Linked DNA regions of Bos taurus: region 2 is linked to region 1. Evidence: chromatin contacts called from public Hi-C data. All regions are on one chromosome and are shown on one strand. The core of a region is the stretch at or near the end of the contact, and the rest is flanking DNA. Distances in the headings are between cores, read along the strand shown.

The links. Hi-C and Micro-C count contacts between places; a contact is called where the count stands out from the background.
Region 2: a Hi-C map of liver shows a contact between it and region 1, with 2.5 times the contacts expected there. The contact joins the enhancer-like site here to the promoter of RASGEF1B in region 1. A contact is called at or near these places in 2 of 11 Hi-C or Micro-C datasets (liver and skeletal muscle).

What each region holds. Positions count from the first base shown.
Region 1 is chr6:96,250,100-96,256,670 of ARS-UCD2.0, reverse strand. It overlaps RASGEF1B (RasGEF domain family member 1B), which reads left to right and starts at 4,068. Exons shown (of 14, transcript NM_001083649.1): 1 at 4,068-4,183. LOC112447109 (a long non-coding RNA gene) reads right to left here and starts at 3,998. Exons shown (of 3, transcript XR_003035202.2): 1 at 3,680-3,998.
Region 2 is chr6:96,291,990-96,298,560 of ARS-UCD2.0, reverse strand. It overlaps a transcript of RASGEF1B not described here. Among named protein-coding and RNA genes, the nearest start is that of TRNAG-CCC, 15 kb to the left of the region's middle. Within about 2 kb of position 3,005, at least 2 of the 102 cell types and tissues checked have an H3K27ac peak or open chromatin away from gene starts, as enhancers often do. A contact at or near this core is called in liver, where this site is marked.

The sequences.
Region 1 (6,571 bases), core at 2,819-5,318:
TTAAGAGCAATGAAAAAGCCAGACTCTGGTTTAATTTATATACACATAGTTACTAGTTTTAACAGAAATATCTTGGACATGTGATATGACCAAGAAATAGAGGATTTTTTTCAGATATTATTTCAAAAATCTTAGAGTAATTATATCCATTCTGTAGAGTGGATTGGAACATTGGAATCAGAGAGATACAAGTTTAATTCATGGCTTCTTCATTTGAATGTTCTTGGCAGTTATTTACCTTCTTAAGCCTTAATTCCTTATCTCATAAATGGAGAAAACAGTACCTATATCCCAGAGTTTTGGTGAGGACAAACGATAATGTACACAAATATGAAAGTGAAAGTGTTAGTCGCTCAGTCCATAAAATGAACATGATGAAATACTCAGCAGCGAGTAAACGAAGTGAACACCATCAACTTATGTCAACATGGATGGATAGATGATCAAAACTTAGAAAAAACCACGAGAAAGAAAATGAGATGGATTACACAATAATGTTTAGGTAAATAAACTCTTGTGGTGCTCACATAAAATACACGTCATCGTTCATGAAAGGCAGATCAAAACATCCGTACCACATCTGTGAGAAGGAGTAAGTGGCTTTGGGTGAGAAGTGGGGTCTTAGATGGGAAATGAAAGAGAGTGAAATAAAAGGAGGAATGTGGGACATGAATCAGTCGTGACGACTGTTGTAATTTTGTGAGCTTCAGGTCCAAAGGGAAGGGAAAGAAAAATAATGTTCAGCACAGAGCTGGCCATATAGAAGCTCAATACAAGTGGCTGTTTTTATTACCCAAGTGAGGTCCTACTCAGCAGGGGTTTATTTGCATCAATTTGACCAACATTACTGAGCTTACCAACATGTCAGAGACAAGAGCTGAGCCAATGGAGTCCAAAGACCAGAAAGAAACTATGACAAGTAGAGGATGGAATGAATATCTTTTCATGATAAAAGATAATTAAATACATACTCATAAAAGCTATTATTTACCATTTGTGAGGCATTCATTCATTCAACCAACATATGGATAGTGAGTGTGTATTGTGTGTTAGATACTGTTGTAGACATTGGAAACAGCAGAAAGACCACAACTCCAGCAACAAACCACAAACTTGGCTCTTATGGAACTTATAATGAAGGGAGGGAAGCAAATGCTAATAAGTAAAATAGACAGTATGTTAAATGGTAGAAAGTGCTGTGGAAGAAACAACAAAGCAGAGAAGGCTGAGATGGATGGGGGAGGGGTCTACAGTTTTAAATAGGGAGATCAGGGGACTTCCCTGGTGGTACAGTGGCTAAGACTCCACTCTCCCAATGCAAGGGGCCGGGATTTGATCCCTGGTCAGGGAACTAGATCCCACATGGTACAAATAAGATCCCACATACTGCAGCTAAAGATCCTGCATGCCACAACTAAGACCTGGCCTTGTGTATATGTGTGCTCAGTCGGGTTCACTCTTTGCCACACCATGGTCTGTAGCCCACTAGGCTTCTCTGTCCGTGGGATTTTTCAGGCAAGAATACTGGAGTGGGTTGCGATTCCCTTCTCCAGGAGATCTTCCCCACCCAGAGATCAAACCCATGTCTCCAGTATCTCTTGCATTGGCAGGCGGATTCTTTACCACTAGCGCCACCTGGGAAGCATTAAACAAATACTAAAACGAATTTAAAAAATAATAATGAGGTCAGAGAATGCTTCTCCAAGGGATACTTTTCCAAGCTTATTTTGTGTATTACATCTTTTCATCTTGTTCCATGAAGAATTTGCTTTTATAAAGCATGACTGCTATTTTTTAGATGAGTCAGCTGGGCCTCAAGAATCCTTCCTTGCCTTTTCTAAGGTTTGATCACTGGGTAAGAGATAGAGGATTAGAGTTTGAGCCACCTAACTCTGGAGCAGTCTTCTTATGTATTACTCTCACACAGAGAGCTGGAAGGGGCCCTGGGGGATGAGCCAGAATGGGGAGCAGGAATGTGGTTTGGAAAAGCACCGAATCAATAGTATCATAGTATCTATTATATATTTTTGAGAAATTAAAACAAACTTCTTTTATTTGGATGGAAGAAAGAAAAACTGCAGAATGTAAAACTGGGCAAATCTTTTGGGCTGGTGGGTATATCCGGAGGCTACTACAAAGGATGTCAAACATTTCCATTAAGAAATCATGATTTACTCCAACTATTATTTATTGCTACAGGAGCAGGAACCTCAGGATTGGAAATGACTTGCCCAACCTGTTATGGCTTTTTGCTGCAGAACCAGGGTGGAAAACTGAGCTGGAAAAACTAGCCAACCAGCACAACCACAACAGGGCTGGGCCACACAAGCCTGGTGCTTTACTCTGAATAGCTAGCTGGCCATGCCAAGCTGTCTTGACCTTATGGCTCCTTCTTTAAACTGTAGAGAAGCTCAGATAAGTGAGAGTGGCTTCCTGAGTCATGGTGCGGGGAGGGGGGAAGGGGATGGGGAGGTAGAGGGGAGTTGTGGGGTGGGGGAGACCCATTTGTAGAAGAGAAGGATGGAGTATAATTAATGAAAGAGAAACCCCAGGAGGCACCGATGAAGAAGCTGAGGGAAGGGATGAGCTAAGCACAGGCAAGGTGAGCTTCAAGAGCACTGTTTCCATCCCAGGAAGGAGGAGGGAGGGAGGGAAGATGGCACAGAGACAAAAAAACATTCCTCTATCTCAGTAATCCTAATTATAGTCCTATAGGCCAGGTATGAATAATGTTGTTTTATACATGGGAAAACGGAAGCTCAGAAAAGCTGCTTTACTTATCCAAGGTCACATAGCAGGCAAGAGTCTGTGTGTGTGTGTGTGTGTGTGTGTGTGTTTTATATTGTATTGGAGCATAGAGCCAACTGGGTTTCCCTGGTGGTTCAGACTGTAAAGAATCCGCCTGCAATCGAGACCTGGGTTTGATCCCTGGGTTAGAAAAATGCCCTGGAGAAAGGAATGGCTACCCACTCTAGTACTGTGACCTGGAGAATTTCATGGACAGAGGAGCCTGGCAGGCTACAGTCCATGGTGTGGCAAAGAGTAGACAGGACTGAGCTACTTTCAGTTCACTTCACTTCATATAGCCAATTAACAATGCTGTGATAGTTTCAGGTAGACAGCAAAAGGACTCAGCCATACATACACATGTATCCTCCTGATGCTTTAAGATTTTGTCCTTTTCTTGCATCTCTTCCTTCCCCTGTTTTTCATCTTTTCTTCCCTCCAGTCTCTTTTTCTTCGTACAAGGTGAAGTACTGGGGGTTTTACCTCTTTTTCTAAAATAGTTATCAAGTATCCAATGATAAAGTATAAGGTTACCATGACAGCAAGACATTTACTGAGGTCAGGCCACCCCTTTGCCTCCAGAATCTTATTTCACAGCACAGTTCCCTTTCATTGTTGCACCTGTAACAGCCTCAATTTTACGTTTTGTTCGGGTGACGATTTTTTAAATGTTTGTCCTCCACTAAACTGTAAGCTTCATAATGTCAGGGACCAACCTGGAGTGTGCCCCCAGCGTTTGGCACAACCCTAGCACTCAGGTTTTCTGTAAATATTTGCTGAGCGAATGTTCTTGTGGTTTCTCTCCGCTCTCTTCTGAAAGTTACACGGACAATAACCTCTAGCTCATAATTATGTTAATAGAGACGGTATAACAAGTCGAGCCGGTACTTACAGGTAGCACACAAGTAAACGAACACACACAGGCACACACATGACTGCACAAACAGCCCCCGGCAGGTGCACTTGGGAGGAAGCGCACGCCGACCGAGCGAGCCGAACCAGCGCTGGTAAACACTGCGGCGCCGGGCTCCGCCGGCCTCCGCAGCGTGGGAGGGTACGGAGGCAACCTCGCTGCTGGAGTCCCGGGCCTCAGGGGACGCGTGGGCGGGTCCCGGGCGCCGGGGGCGGTGGCGGAGTGGGCGGGGATCTTCGCCGTGATTGGCCCGTGAGGACGGGCGCGGGGCGGGGCTGACGGCGGGGGCGGGCCTTCGGAGCCAAGTGGGTGTGCGCCCCGGCCGCGGCCGTAGTTTCAGTATAAACAAGGCACCGGACTGGTTGGACAGAGTTCTTTTTTTCCCCCTCATCTTCCCGCGCGCTTTCGTTCCCTGTCCTTTGGTTGCGTTGGTGGGCACACGGAAAAAAGTCGGGAAGCCGAGGACGAGGGGTCCATCTGCAGGTGAGTTGTTCCCTGATCAGTAGTTCTCTTGGGAGAAACCAGAGCCCGGCTGCGGGAACGCGCGACCCTGCCGCGCGCTGCCCTCTCCCAGGCTCTCGGACTCGCTCCCGCTGTCGGTGCCCCTGGAGGCTGCGGGAGAGCAGGGCGAGCGAACGCTCCTGGTGCAGAGCGTTCCGCGAAAGCGAGTGGAGTGGGGACTTCTCCTGCCTGGCCACCGAGGGCGTCTGGGGCCACCTTTGGAGCGGTCACGGTGCCAACAGGTGCGGGACCCAAGTCGATGGGGTCCAGGAGGGGACAGGCTTGGGCTTTTGCCTTGTTTTTCTCAGTCGGATCCCACAGCCAGGCCTCTGTCTCGAGATCTTGGTACAGTTTTTGAGGATCTGTCCGAGTCCTAGTCGCTGTTCATCCTTTCTTCATCCTCTTCGCCCTTCCTAGGTTGTTTTCTTCTACTTCTTGGCTAGTTTTCGTGCGTGGGTGGGGGGGGGAGGGGTGCTGTTTATTTTTGGTGTCGGAGCCTTAAAATCTTAAGGTTTGACTCTTAAAAGAGACAAGGGAACAGAAGTCATGTGCTCACCACTGACACGGTGATATTCTTTAATTCCTCCGTTTGGCTGGCTACTTGGGACAGAGTGTCCCCTTGCTCTTGCCTGAGCTCAGGTGAGTCGTCTTGGGTCACCTGGCTGGGAGATAGTAATCTGAACTGTGGGTACCTGGGAGCCTCGCGGGCTGCTGGCGGGAGGGAAGCTTCTTTCTCGGGGAACCGTGGAAACTTCAGTGCTGTTCCTGAGAAAAAGCAGAACAGGGGGGCTGGAGGGTACGTAGGTGTGTCTGTCTGTCTACGTACCACTGGAATATTGATTCTCACCTTACCCCAACGTGATCCGCGCAGATCAAGGGAGAGCAACGTAGCTAAGTCCTCTGACAGTGCAGAGTGGCGCAAGTGTACCAAGAGGGCATCTCTAGGGAGCGACCCTCTTTTCTGAGTGGATGGATATGCCCATCTTTGCTAACGAATACGGTGGGTATAGTGTATATGGATGGATATGCACACAAATTTGTGTACGTGTGTTTGGGTCGAAAGCGTCTCCAAGGAGTCATTCGTCAGCAGCACCATGTGACGGTGGTCAGGGACTGCTGGTGCGCGTAGATCTATATTTAGACCTCGATGATCTGATGGCCTGGGAGGGTCTCTGAACTGGGTGCATAAAGGGGAAGAGTTCAGGGATCAGGCTTTTGCCCTCTTGATTAATGTCTGGTACAGTCAGACTCAGATGGGGTGAATAATTATTCTTTCCTTCTGAAGACAGCGGCTAGAGCTTAGCATGTGATGGCTGTGTCTTAATTTAAAACATAGACCATGGTGATAAGCCTAGGCTAAGAAACAAGGAGGTTACAGTTCACCAGAGTATACGCCCGATCAGAGATTTGGGAGGAAAACAACTAGTCAGGTGAGGTTTAGGGCAAATGTAGAAGTGACTTCTAAAAGGAAATAAAAATAAAAATGCTTGGATGTTGAGATTTTCATAACAGATTAAAAAGTGTGGCAGCTTGTTGGATCCTATTATTAATGGTTATTTTATTTGGGGGGGAGGGAGGAGGACCTCGGGCATTTTTGACAGACATCAGGGTTCACAGTTGATGCTCTGTTACACCTTTCAGGCAAAAAGTGGAGATGATCAGCTACGGATTAGCAAGTTTCTTGTTGGCATTCTTCTACTACATGTTGGTCAATCCTTTGTTTTCCTAGAGGTGGCAACATTTCTGGCTACTAAGCCTAGTACTTTCCAGTGGTCTAATGGACTATTAAAGCCTTAGAATTTATTTCACCCTTGGTGCATTTTCAGTCTTGCTCTATTTTATATGCTCCACTAGCCCAGGGATGGGGGAGCCTGGTGGGCTGCCGTCTATGGGGTCGCACAGAGTCGGACACGACTGAAGCGACTTAGCAACAGCAGCAGCAGACACTTAATCTGATGTTTGAGACCCTACTGACTTTTGGAATAGAAAATCATAAACCATTTGTATTTATTGTTTTTTAAATTTAATTTATTCTTATCCATATATTAAATATTTAAATATTATTTATCACAATTCACACTTCTTATATTATTACTAACACTGCATTCTTACAGTTCAAAATTAGCTACTAGCTAATAAGCTACAATAGACACACAGAAAAAAATATCAGTCGAATAACACCTCTCTAGGAGAAAAAAGAAATGGTTAAGAAAATTGAAAGGGCAAAGCTAGGTGATGGTCTATGTTGGTAAGGTACCTAATATGGCAGAGGAAAAGGTGGGTTCAACTTCATCAGTCTCCAGAGGTGGCCTGGAACAATTGGACTTTGGAGGAGCATTCGGATGACCCCAGAGAGAATATCTGCTTGAA
Region 2 (6,571 bases), core at 1,756-4,255, 43 kb before region 1:
CTTAATCAATATTTGATCAACTGATGAATGAATGACCAATAAACTCTGATATTGATTTAATTTTCCAGAATACTGTTCTTATTAGAGAGGAATGAGACAGGCTAAATTTCTTCCCATGCCTACAAGCCATTCCTCTTCATAATTGTGTGTAACTTCCTAAATGCTTAAATTGGCTTGTATGAACAAATCTCTTCTGAGTTTAGTTACTATGGATCAAATCATCTATAGTAAATTGATGAAAACAAGTTTCAAGACCCACTTGGCCTATGGCTTGGAATGAACACTTCAGAAGTCAGTGAGGGAAGAGGTTTCAGAAAAACAAACCTTCTCTCCTTATCCCTTAAGAATAAGGGTGTAGAGTCTCAGAGGGTATGAGACAGGTTGGGACCTGGGACCCTTTGTGGCAATGCCACAATGCTTGTACCGAAACACGTCCCTCCTTGAGCAACAAAATGCAAAGAAACTATATGGGACTAAAAATAACTGTGTGCATGCACAGTTGGGGCAAATTCTGGACAAAAGATAAAAAGGCATCAAAAAACCCAGCTGCCACTTCTGAAGAGCTCGGAACAAGTGCAAGGCACCGTGGGACTGTGCGTGCCCCCTGCATACAGCACCACCAAAGGGGTGTGCAAACCACCTAAGCCACTGCTCTGGCCCGGCTCCTGAACACACACCTCCCCTCACCTCAATAAGGAGCAAACTCAGCCCTTCGGGAGCCAGCAGCAAAGGAACCTGTTGTTTGTTATCACTTCCCCTCTTGCTGTAGCAGAGGCCCCAATAAAACCTTGCCTGGAAAAAGAAGAAGAAAGAAGCATTTGAGAAGCACAAACAAGTTACCTTCCCTCTCACGACTCTAGAAAAGTCCCCAGACCCATGCCCTGTCTCCAGTGCATCCTGAAGAGCCACAGCCTCTCTTTCTAAAGACTTTATAGACCATATTCTAATTAGGATAATGTTCAAGGCTCTTTTTAACTTGGTCCCAACTTTACTCTTTTGTATGATTTTCCACAATAAAGCTCTCTACTCTGAGTCGGTCAGTTTCCTCAAGATATATGCTCTGTTCATTTCTACCCTCAAATCTCAATCATTTTCTTTCCATTAAAAAAAAAATCCCTAGGTTGGCTTGTTTTTAAAGTGGTTTGTTTTGTTTATGCCAATTAAAATTCTGTATGTCATGAAAGCCTAAATAAATTCTCTTTCCCATGATCTTGCCTAGCACCTGCTGTTTATACCATAACATCTAATACTTGTCTGTAGGTACCCTAATTGCTTCCCAGTTGCAAATAGGAGTTTATTTATACCTCTTGTCTCCTCAAATAGAAGGAATATTCTTCTGAGGCATTGTCTGGGCTTTCTCATCCTTTATTATTTTTTCACAATGCCTACCACAGAGCTGGAGAAGGAAATGGCAACCCACTCCAGTACTCTTGCCTGGAGAATCCCATGGACGGAGCAGCCTGGTGGGCTACAGTCCACAGGGTCGCAAAGAGTCAGACATGACTGAGCTACTTCACTCACTCATTCACTCACCACAGAGCTAGTTGGACTGAGTAGGCATTCTAAGGATACCAACTGAATCTCCATAAAGTATTTTCTAATTGGAAGGAATAAAATGAATATACAAGACCTACCATGATAGGTGTTTATTCTTTGTTATCTAAAGTCATTCCCATACAATGCTGTCAAGTACATATTATAAGCCCCATCTTTTAGAGATGAAGACCCAGATGTTCACAGACATTTAGCAACTCACTCCAGTGTCACTCAGCTTGTATGTGGCAGAACTGGAATTTGAAAACACATCTGCTTGATATCAAAGCTTTTTTCTTTCTCTTTCCAATCAGTCTTTTACTAGTAGCTGACCGTGGTACTAATCTTTTAAGACCGAAGGGTATAACCTGTTAGTATGTATTCTAAGTAGGTAATTGGATGGAAAGAAATTAGTTTTGCCTATATAATGGCTTTCTTATCTTTAAGACAAAATTAAAATTGCGTGAGGGACAGCTTCTCTTTATCAAATAAAGAGGAGGGATCATTAGGAAATAAACTCAACAGATAGAGAAATAAAGCCTTGCCCATCTTGGTTAACTAACAGAAAAGTCCTGAGTTTAGACAAACTTCAGGCTGCCTGATTTCTCGGAGACGCAGCAAGAATGTCAAGGTATATTTTCTACTGCTTGAAAAAGGGTCTTTCAAAGACAGGATTTTTTTTTCTTTCTTCTTTAATTTCAGAAGATCAGCTAAGATAGCAGTATAAGTTTAATCTCTAATATTTTCCAAAATAAAATCGAGGCCTGATTGTCAAGAAAACAAAATGGAAAAAAAAAAAAAGCAAGTCTTTTAAATTCTTTCTGGAAACCCAGATCCTCTTTCCACCTATGAACATCAACTGCATAACCCATTCTCCCTAACCCTGGGTCCTCCACCGACCCTGGAAATGGAGTATGTGTTTGTTTTCTTTGCTGGGTTTTTTGTTTTTCTTGTGGTTCTCACTGAATGGGAGATCCTGGTGTCCTGGGCTGCTTGTGGGCAGAGGGTATCTCCAGAAGCTGCCTGACCCAGGCAGGATGTCATATGGCAGAGAGAAGAAAGGATTCAGCCCGACTCACAGCTAGGCAACTCCTCCTGAGAAACTTCCGAGCCCCAGGTATGAAATGACTACAGACACGTTCATTTACTGGACATCTTTGTTTCTAGTTGTGCCCACTGCTTCTCCTTCAGTCAGATCCGGAAACTCATGTAAGAAGCCATACTTCTGTAACTCCTCCCACTGATAGATATCATTCTGAGACTGGATAATTAGAGGAAGGGAAAGGATGAGGGGGAGGGAGGGGGCTTTTTGGAGGAGGATGAAGCTTTCTTTACATGGAAAAACCATTTCCTTTTATTCTAACCTCGGGCTTCTTTTAATTTTAAGCTATTAATTTGAAAGAGCTAATCAGTTGCCACAGGCATACACACATTGCCAAGATTGCAAAATACCTCTCCTTTCCTAATCAACCCCAGAGTGATCATGATTTATATGTATAACGTGCACTTAGCCTGAAAAGCCCAGGCACTTTCTGTAGGATGATTCGCAGAGATTATTCAGTAGGATTTTCTAATCCATTCTAATGGCTGAGAGGCCCAGGGAGAACTGCAGTGTCTTCACGATTGAATAAGAGAGTGAACACACACACTTCATAAAAACAAACAAAACCCCCCAAACCACAAACTCTAAGAAGAGCTTTTACAAAACTTCCTTACCCATTGATTTGGCCCAGTGTCATTTTGTTTTGAATGTTTTATCGTTCTCGGTGGAGTACTTGTGGAAATGTCCTGCTGCTGCTGCTGAGTTGCTTCAAGGTTTACATAGCACAAGCTTTCATTGCTGCTCTGATACCAAATATTTACTGGGAAGCAGGATGGGTTTCTTCATTTAAATGAGAATTATTTGGTTTGACTTAATGAAGCAGGAATTAACTGTTAGCTCTCTCACTTAACCCACTGCTGTGATGTATCTATCTTTATTAAGGAAACCTAATATCGCCTTGGCAGATCACAGCAACACTATGGTTTTGAGGGAATTGGTAAGAAAGAACACCGGTTCTAATTGAAATGACAGCAGGAATTTGAGCAGAATGCAGTAGTCTGCATTGAAATGTTCCCACCATCGCAGTTAGAGTTTGTGTCCTGACTTCTACCCAAATGATGAATCAGACCTTCACTGACCTTGCAAAGCAATGTTTTGACCACACTCTTAAGTCTACTCTGGGGACTTCATTTCCATAATGGGGTGTTCATTCAAGGAAAAGCATAACTCCATCTTCATTAAGTGTCAGACTCAGCATAGCAACTTCCCCTGGGCTTCTGCTATTCAAGTCAACTGCAGTGTTGACCCAATTAAGATTATGAAATATCTTGGGAACATTATCCTAGGGGACATGGTTGGGAAATGGTCAGTTTACACTTAATTGAATTTGACTCATCTTTTGCAAAAAGTCTTTCTCAAAGTGAGGTGTATTCAATATTGTCATTAAAATAAAATCAACATTAAAGTAAGTAGATTTCTTAGGTAAAACATGTTTATCATTAAGGTCATTACAGTATTAGAGATAAAGGGTCACAAGAAAAAAGAATGTAGGAGCCAAGAGAAGTTACTGAAGACTAGTTTTTCAAATAGAAATTCTATTCGAGATGCTACTTTATGATAATGCTATTTTATTTTATTTCCTGCTTCTCAAAAATCTCAATATACTTTACCAAAAATATCCTTTTTTATTGCTGTCTTAGGTTCTGAATTTCATAACTTCAAAAATATGCCTTTTCCCGGTAATAAGAGAGAATTCTTTAACTGTTTTTTACAGTAAATCGCATAGCAGATTGCTAAAACATCATTTTGGTTTAATTTGGAATAATTTTTTTGTCCCTTTTTATACATTGTTGTCGCTATTTCCTAATTGAATATTTTAAGACATAAATAATATATTAAAATATTATTTAAATAATATATTTATATATTAAACATACATAGATATTAATATATATTATATATAATATATTAATATATAGATAGATAATATATTTAACCCCATACTGCCTAGATTGGACTGGAACATGAATATCTTCAAGCCACATTCTTCTTAGGGAATTTGTTTTCAATCTGGTATTGGAAACACGGGAAAATAAGTAGTAGAATATGGAATTAACTTGTTGTGTTGCATGTCAATAACTAGGGTTGCTGTATCAGTTGGACCTCAGATCCAATACATGCCCAGTAACTTTTTGGATAGTTGTAGGTGGATCAATTACTTGGTGACGATGTGTCTGCAGAACACATAGATACCTTGGAATGACGCATTGATAATTCAATTCTCCTCAGCCAATTTTTAACACATCTCTGTGTGTATAAAGGGAATTGAGTGTGTTCCTCTCAGGATGAGATACTCTGTAGTTCATCCGGTCTAAGATTTCTCTCTCCTTGTTCTAACTGAGGTGATCCCATTTTAACGTGCCTGTTACCTATCAAAGTGGGTGTCAGAGTACATTTCCCCCACAAGAGACGGCTTCTGTGGATAAGCGATGCAGGAATATCTAGATTGTCACATGCTCTAGAAACCTGTTGGGTTTTACAAATGATCTAAATTTAGAGTTGCTAGTTTAGGGTATGCGAGCGTGTGGGAGACTGTCAGTCAAAAGCAGAGCTTAACATTTACAGTGACTTTGGATATTGAAATAGGATTCCTTTTTGTCCTCAGCTGTAAGCTCCAAAATGGAGTGGAACGAGTTAATTAAAACATCGGTGGCTTAATACTTTTCAGCCACTGATCGCTTCCAGTCAGCACCCCCCAGGAACATTCTCTGTAATTGTGAAGCTCATCCAGAGCCAATAGAAAGATTCCTTAACAAACACAGTAATTTCTTCTAAGCTCTTTCTACCCTCTCTTTTAAGATCTGAAGGTGACAGTTTTGTGGACTATTTGTTGATGCTTCAACCCCTCTATGATACCATGGAAAATGTAAGGAATATCACATTTCACAAGCATATACCTAGAAAATAGCTTTATCAGCAGGCATCAACTTATCTTTTCCTATGCACAGACTTTGAACAGTCTGCCCACCAGCAATTGGCTAAATCCTGAGGAATAAATAACAACAAAATCCTTCATAGGTTTCTAAGGTTATTTTTGGCCCTTGGTGTCCTAGATATAGAAATATGCAGGAAGAGATTTATTTGTATGTTGAACTCTTTGCTCTGTGTGGAATTATTTGAAGAATTTTTTTTTTCACCAAAATATTTTACTATACAAGGAGTGAGAATGTATTCATGGAATGTTCCTCTTCTAGAAGTTGCTCACTGGTGGCCCACAGGCCACATAGCCTGCAGACATGCTTTTTGTGGTCTATGTATTTTCTAATTATTTGACTTAGGAGGCCTTTTATGTGAACTGGAAATTTCACATAGAAATAGATTTCAGGATTAAAAAAAAAAATCTGTCATCTGTCTGCACTATCTTGAGGCAGGAGTTAAGTAGAAACTGCCCTTCAGATGTGACTCAGTCCCTCCATAGATGGGAGTGGACCCTCCTCTATCAGGCATAAGTTCTCTAATTGCCCTCTTCAAATGGGACACGCACCTTTTTCACCCCCTTTAGGTAAGCATGGGCCCTCAAGTTTGCCGCAGTTCTCCACAAATCACAAATCAAATCCTACTGTAGGCTTACCAAAGACATTTGCTTTTGTGATCACTGCTCTTGACAAAGAACTTTTTGATATGAGAATCTTAATTATCAGTAACAGGAGAGAAACTAAGTCAGAAAGAGAAAACCAAACATCGTGTGTTAATGTGTATGTGGAATCTGAAAAAAGTGGTACAGACCATCTTATTTACAAAGCAAAAATAGAGACACAGATGTGGAGAACAAAAGTACTATACCAGATACCAATGGAGAAACTGGGGGTGGGATGAGTTGGGAGATTGACATTGACACATATACATGATTGATACTATTAATATATATAAAATAGTAACTAATGAGAACCTACTATATATAGCACAGGGAACTCTACTCAGTGCTCCGTGGTGATC